2 separate regions of the Pan paniscus genome follow, and region 1 is linked to region 2. Evidence: chromatin contacts called from public Hi-C data. All regions are on one chromosome and are shown on one strand. Each heading gives the region's core, a stretch centred on a gene start, on an enhancer-like site or on the middle of the called end of the contact. The rest is flanking DNA. Distances are from core to core; before and after follow the strand shown. Region 1 holds the start of ETV6 (ETS variant transcription factor 6). Region 2 holds the start of LOC100987431 (10 kDa heat shock protein, mitochondrial-like).

Region 1 (2,700 bases), core at 146-2,645, 720 kb before region 2:
AAAATAAATTTTTTAAAATGAGAAGATAAGCCACAGACTGGGAGAAAATATTTATGACACTTGCTAAAAAAGGGCTAGTATCCAGAATATATAAAGCACTCTTACTACTTAATAATAAGACAAATAATTCAGAAAAAAATGGTGAAAAGATTTGAACAGACACCTAAATAAGGGTGGTGTATAAGTGCATGAAAAAATACTCAACATTATTATTCACTAGGGAAATGAAACTTAAATCCACAGTGAGATACCATAAAACACTCATGAGAATGACTAAAGTTAAAAAGACAGACAATACCAAGTGATGGTGAGAAGGTGAAGGAAATGGATCTCTCATGGATTTCTGGTAAGAATTCAAAATAGTAGCACCGTTTTGGAAAACGGTTTGTTAGTTACCTAAAAAGTTAAACATAAAGTGCCCATATGACCCATCAGTTCCACTCCCAAGAGGAATGAAAATATATGTCTACACTAAGGCCTGTATGTAAATGTTTACAGTTGATTCATCCATAAGAGCCACAAACTGGGAACAACCCAAATGTCCATCACCTGATGAAAGGAAAAACAAATTTTGGCATACCCACACGGTGGCATATTACTCAACAACAAAAGGAACAGACTGTAGATCCCCATGCCAGCATGGATAAATCTCAAGAGCATTTCATTAAATGAAAGAAATCAGACATGAAAGACTACATACTATATGACTTCACTCGTGTAATATTCTGAAAAAAGTAAAACTGTAAACATAGAAATCAGAGAACAGGAGCCAGGAGTTGGGAGTCAGAGGTGGGGATTGACTTTAAAGATAGGGGAACCCTTTGGGGTGTGAAACATTTCCTATATGTTGATGGTGATGGTGCGTAAATGACTATATACAATTGTCAAAATTCATCAAGGTGTACACTTCAAAAAGATAAAGTTACTGTCCTCCCACTGCTGAATTTGACTGGCTTAAAAAACATAAATGTTACTGTATATAAATTATAACTCAAAAGTGATGAATAAAGGGGAAGAGAGCACAGAAGTTCTGTATTCTCCCAGAACTTTAGCAGGTAACTTGACTGTCCCAGTAATATTCTGAATAATTTTTAGCCGTATGAAGAATAATTAGCAGGTACCTTGACTGTCCCAGTAATTATTCTTCATATGATTAAAAATTATTCATGTCTGTCCATAGTGCTTCACTGAAGTCAAGCTGTAACTTTACATGCTGAAAAAAGAAAAACAAGGAGAAAAAAATGAGACGATCTAAGGATGGATACTGGGATTAAAAAATAAAAACAGTTTATTTTATTTTCACAGAAAAAGCCTGACCTGTTGAGCAAACTTCTTGATGGTGAAGGGCATGAGGATCCCATCTATTATTGACTAAACATTTATAAAGCAAAATTGTTCTACTTTGTTGTAATGATCACTGTATCTATGTTTTTCAGGTTCTACAGAGAGTACTACTAGATGGAAGCAGCTGTAATAAACCAGAGATCGTAAAGCAGTAAATTCTACAGGATAGCCTTTATTTGTAGCCTTCAGCCCTTCTTCAGAGCTCCCTCTTCCTCTCCTTTCAGATAGAAAAATGATTTGGAAAAAAAACTACCCAAGATATTTGAAGTTTAATGGGTTAGTCCTCTGTGGGAATGAGCCTCCAATGAAAGATGCTTAACACAAAGAAATTTCCTGTTAATAATGGTTTGTCACTTCAGTGGGGAAGGAATGGCCCAAAGCAGCCTCCTTTTTGACTCCTTGAATTGTATCCTGTCAGTGATAATTTCCACTGCTGAGGTGCTCATTCTAGGCAGCATCTAAAGAAAGTTTTGTATTTCTTTCTGGTGAGTATCTTTTTCAATGTTTTAGCTTACAAAAGATGAGTTAAAAGGCAGGGATATACTGGAAGATGGCTCACCTAGCTGTTATCACTGGCAGTACGATCTGATAGCTTTCCTTGTAGCTCTGGGGTTGGTTAACAGGTTTGGTTAACTCTGGTTGTATGCTCACAGATTAATTTAATGCTCCATCCTCAGTCCTGTTTTAGTCTCAAGCTTCATGTTCTTCCCTGGTGAAGTAATCATCTTCCACACCTTCAGCTACCACCACTATGCTGACAATTACCAAATCCATCTGTCTTGTGTCAAAAACGATATATTTGGCCACCTACTGGGCACCTCCAATGGAATGGTAGGTAGACCTTTGTGAAACATGTATGCTTCCCATTATATTTCTTATTTGGGGATAGCACAAAGATCTATTCCGTCACCAAGGTCAGAAAATTGAGATTCAACTTTCTCTCCTTTTCTCTTATCACCTGTATAAAATCAGGCTCCAAATCCTGAAGAATCTAAGTTCTTCATATTATTTCAAAACATTTGCTCCCATCCTCCTGTTCCCTGCCTTATTTCTTATCCCTCTGATCTCTTACACAGAGTCTACCACCTGTACTGGATGTTTATCTTTTATTTTTTGACCTTTCCAGAATCTAGCCTCTTACTTCCTATTTTGGGGATCCTCTAGTTGTTCCTCCAATACCTATTTCCCTTCTTCCTAGTAGTAGGATTATAATTGCCCACATGGCCACACAGGATCCTGACTTTGTTAGTTTTTCTTGTAGCTAGGTGTGGCTATGTCATGAAGTTCTGGACAATGGCATGTGACTGGAAGAGAGATATGCCACATCCAGGTTGTGCTCTTAAAAGAAAGGAACAT
Region 2 (2,700 bases), core at 96-2,595:
AAAGGGCAGATGCCAAGAGAAGAAGTACAATTAGATGTTAGAATTATCTAGTTTTATCTAATTATATAGAATCATTCTGGATAATTATTTAGAATTATTTAAGATAATTTTTTAGAATTATCTAAAATCTAGAGGTAACTAGAGTTAGGGAAAATTAAACTTATAAAATACTAAGCATAATGCTTAAACCCTGTTTTCTCATGATGATTTCCTTGAAAGAAAGAACCTGTAATAATTTGAGCTAGTTTTCATCATACTGTGATTATGGATTATGCTTCTGTATGTATTAGAGTTTTATTTTCATTAATGATGCTAGGGTGTCACCCTGTGGTAAATGTAGGTATAGCTTTGATGCAACCCACTTTATACATCATCCTATTTCTAGATATCAATTGCAACCATTTTCATGGTCCTTTTATTTTGTTCTTAATGTGGCTTCCTACTTTAAGTTTATTTTTAAGTAATATATAACATTGAAAACATATAAGACCAAATATAGAATGTAAACTACAAAAAGGAATATTAGATAAACTAATAAGAATGAAAAAAATAGGTTCTTAAAACTAAAAACATGATTTTAAAATTTAGCTGAAAACTTTGTAATGACACCTGAGGTTGACTTGTAAATATTTCAATTTTAAATTATGTTTTATATTATTTGTATGTGAAAAATGGTACTTTTTAAAATAATAAAATCCATAAGCATGGAGAGGTTCAAATGATAAATGTACAATAGTTACTATTAATCTTATTCCAAGCACTACTTTTTTAATGTTCATTGCAATAGCATGACATATAATAGATGCAAACATAACTATGAAAAAATAATTCAACCAAGTATATTCCATTCGTGCTCATTTCATCTGGCTCCTTTTAATCTCTTTTTATTTGATTCAAATAACTTAGTCATTATTATTTGTGTCATTATTTATCATTAGCTTAGTGTAAAAGAGAGATATATAAATTATTTACATGATGAAAGATTTCAGAACTTCAGTGGAATGGGAAGCTTCGTGTTGATGCTATTTCAACAGGATTTATTTCAGTCTACATACTTCCCAAGAATGTCACCATCTCTAAATGAGAACTAATCCTTGTCATCTACTTTGGTGCCTCCATATTCTGGAAGAAGAACATTATCTCTAACGTTCACACGAACTGGTTGAATCTCTCCACCCTTTCCTTTAGAGCCTGATCCAACAGATACTACTGTGGCTGCCAATACTTTTCCTTGAGATTTTTCCAGAAGCATAATGGCTCCTTTGGTTACAGTTTTGGCGGCACACCTTTCAACCAATACTTGGTCAAAGAGTGGAAGTAACTTTCTAAACACTTGTCCTGCCATGAGCCCTCTATCGCCGACTTTTACTCTGCTCTCATACAGTACTGCAAAGAGAGACTGACTCCCTTGGTCATTATCTTAATCCTGCGGGTCTATGGAATGTGTATCACTTGTTTGTATTACATAATCTATCAGTAAAGACGTCGAATTTAGTACTTCTTTTATGTACTACCTTACTAAGTATATTCGACCCTTACTCAGATGGTCTGTTACCTAAAGGCAGTAAGTCACATCACATGTTTCTTTTGCACCCTCTACATAATAGGTATTCAGTAAATACATTCTTAATTTAAGATTAGTAAGTTGAAGAAGGCTTATCTTTACAATTCTATAGAAAAAAACTTCTTTAATCAATTTAATTAGCATTCTAAAATTGTATTTTAATTGACCAAAGTGACAAGTGTATCAACAAGAAATTGTCCTTTGATTATTTCAATTAACTATTAGAAATGCTATTCAAAATAAGCTAAATATCTCCCTGAAATTTCAATACCACATGATTAAAATAATAAGGCAAGACTCTTGAGAAAGGATAAGAGAAATCTTAGAAATGTTAGGGTGTAGTCGTTGTTAATCTGTACTACTGATTAGAAGAACCGACATCGTATGTAACTGAGAAGAGAAATCAATACACTAAAAAGACAAATATGAAGTGGAATCATGATTTAACAAGTCATGTGCTGAGTAGATTGTCTAGTCAGTTGTTATGTTGGAATTAGGGTTGAAATCGTAATATAATTCTGTTACATCTTGTTCTCTATGGTCTAGGAAAAAGGAAAGGAAAAACATGACTGAAGCAAAAAAGACAATTTAGTTGCTAACATGTCTCAAAACTTTATAACTGTCATCATATCAGACTTACCATTTTCTTGGTTTCAAACTTCTTCCTGGGTTGTGCCCAAAGCCAGTGAGGTAGCTAAAAGAAAGAAAGAAAATATCTTTAAATCAGACTCATACTTCCCACTCTGCTGCAGAAATTTGGGGATCCTCACTTATATAGCTTATAGAGAACAATAACAGCATTGCTGCTACCCAGGAATGGCCCCTGGAGTTTGAGGTGGCTTTAACCGGAACATTTCCTTCCTATGATTTACCACCTATTTCATGGTGTTCTGTGTTACTAACAATTGTCAAATGATATATGGATTCTGCTGTCTTCCTTAACTGTGACAAGAATGATAAACACAAAAAGGTTAAGATAACACAAATGTAATTGCCTGATGACCCAAAAACTCTTTTGGGAAAGGATCTAGGAGAACTTTCTGATTTGTCAGTAGAAAAAAAGGAGTCACAAAGGAGCATCAGAGAAAGCATCTATAATAGAGAGACCCACGTTAATGTATAATATCTAATGTAAG

Evidence for each region. A called contact is a pair of places that touch in the nucleus more often than the background predicts.
Region 1: a contact with region 2 is called in a Hi-C map of induced pluripotent stem cells, with 6 times the contacts expected there. The contact joins the promoter of ETV6 here to the promoter of LOC100987431 in region 2. A contact is called at or near these places in 2 of 3 Hi-C or Micro-C datasets (fibroblasts and induced pluripotent stem cells).

Annotation. Positions count from the first base shown.
Region 1 is chr10:16,962,775-16,965,474 of NHGRI_mPanPan1-v2.0_pri, reverse strand. ETV6 (ETS variant transcription factor 6) reads right to left here and starts at 1,395. Exons shown (of 8, transcript XM_063593357.1): 1 at 1-1,395. It also overlaps the pseudogene LOC129393496.
Region 2 is chr10:16,240,739-16,243,438 of NHGRI_mPanPan1-v2.0_pri, reverse strand. It overlaps LOC100987431 (10 kDa heat shock protein, mitochondrial-like), which reads right to left and starts at 1,345. Exons shown (of 1, transcript XM_034935378.1): 1 at 1,088-1,345. The coding sequence starts at 1,345. The coding sequence ends at 1,088.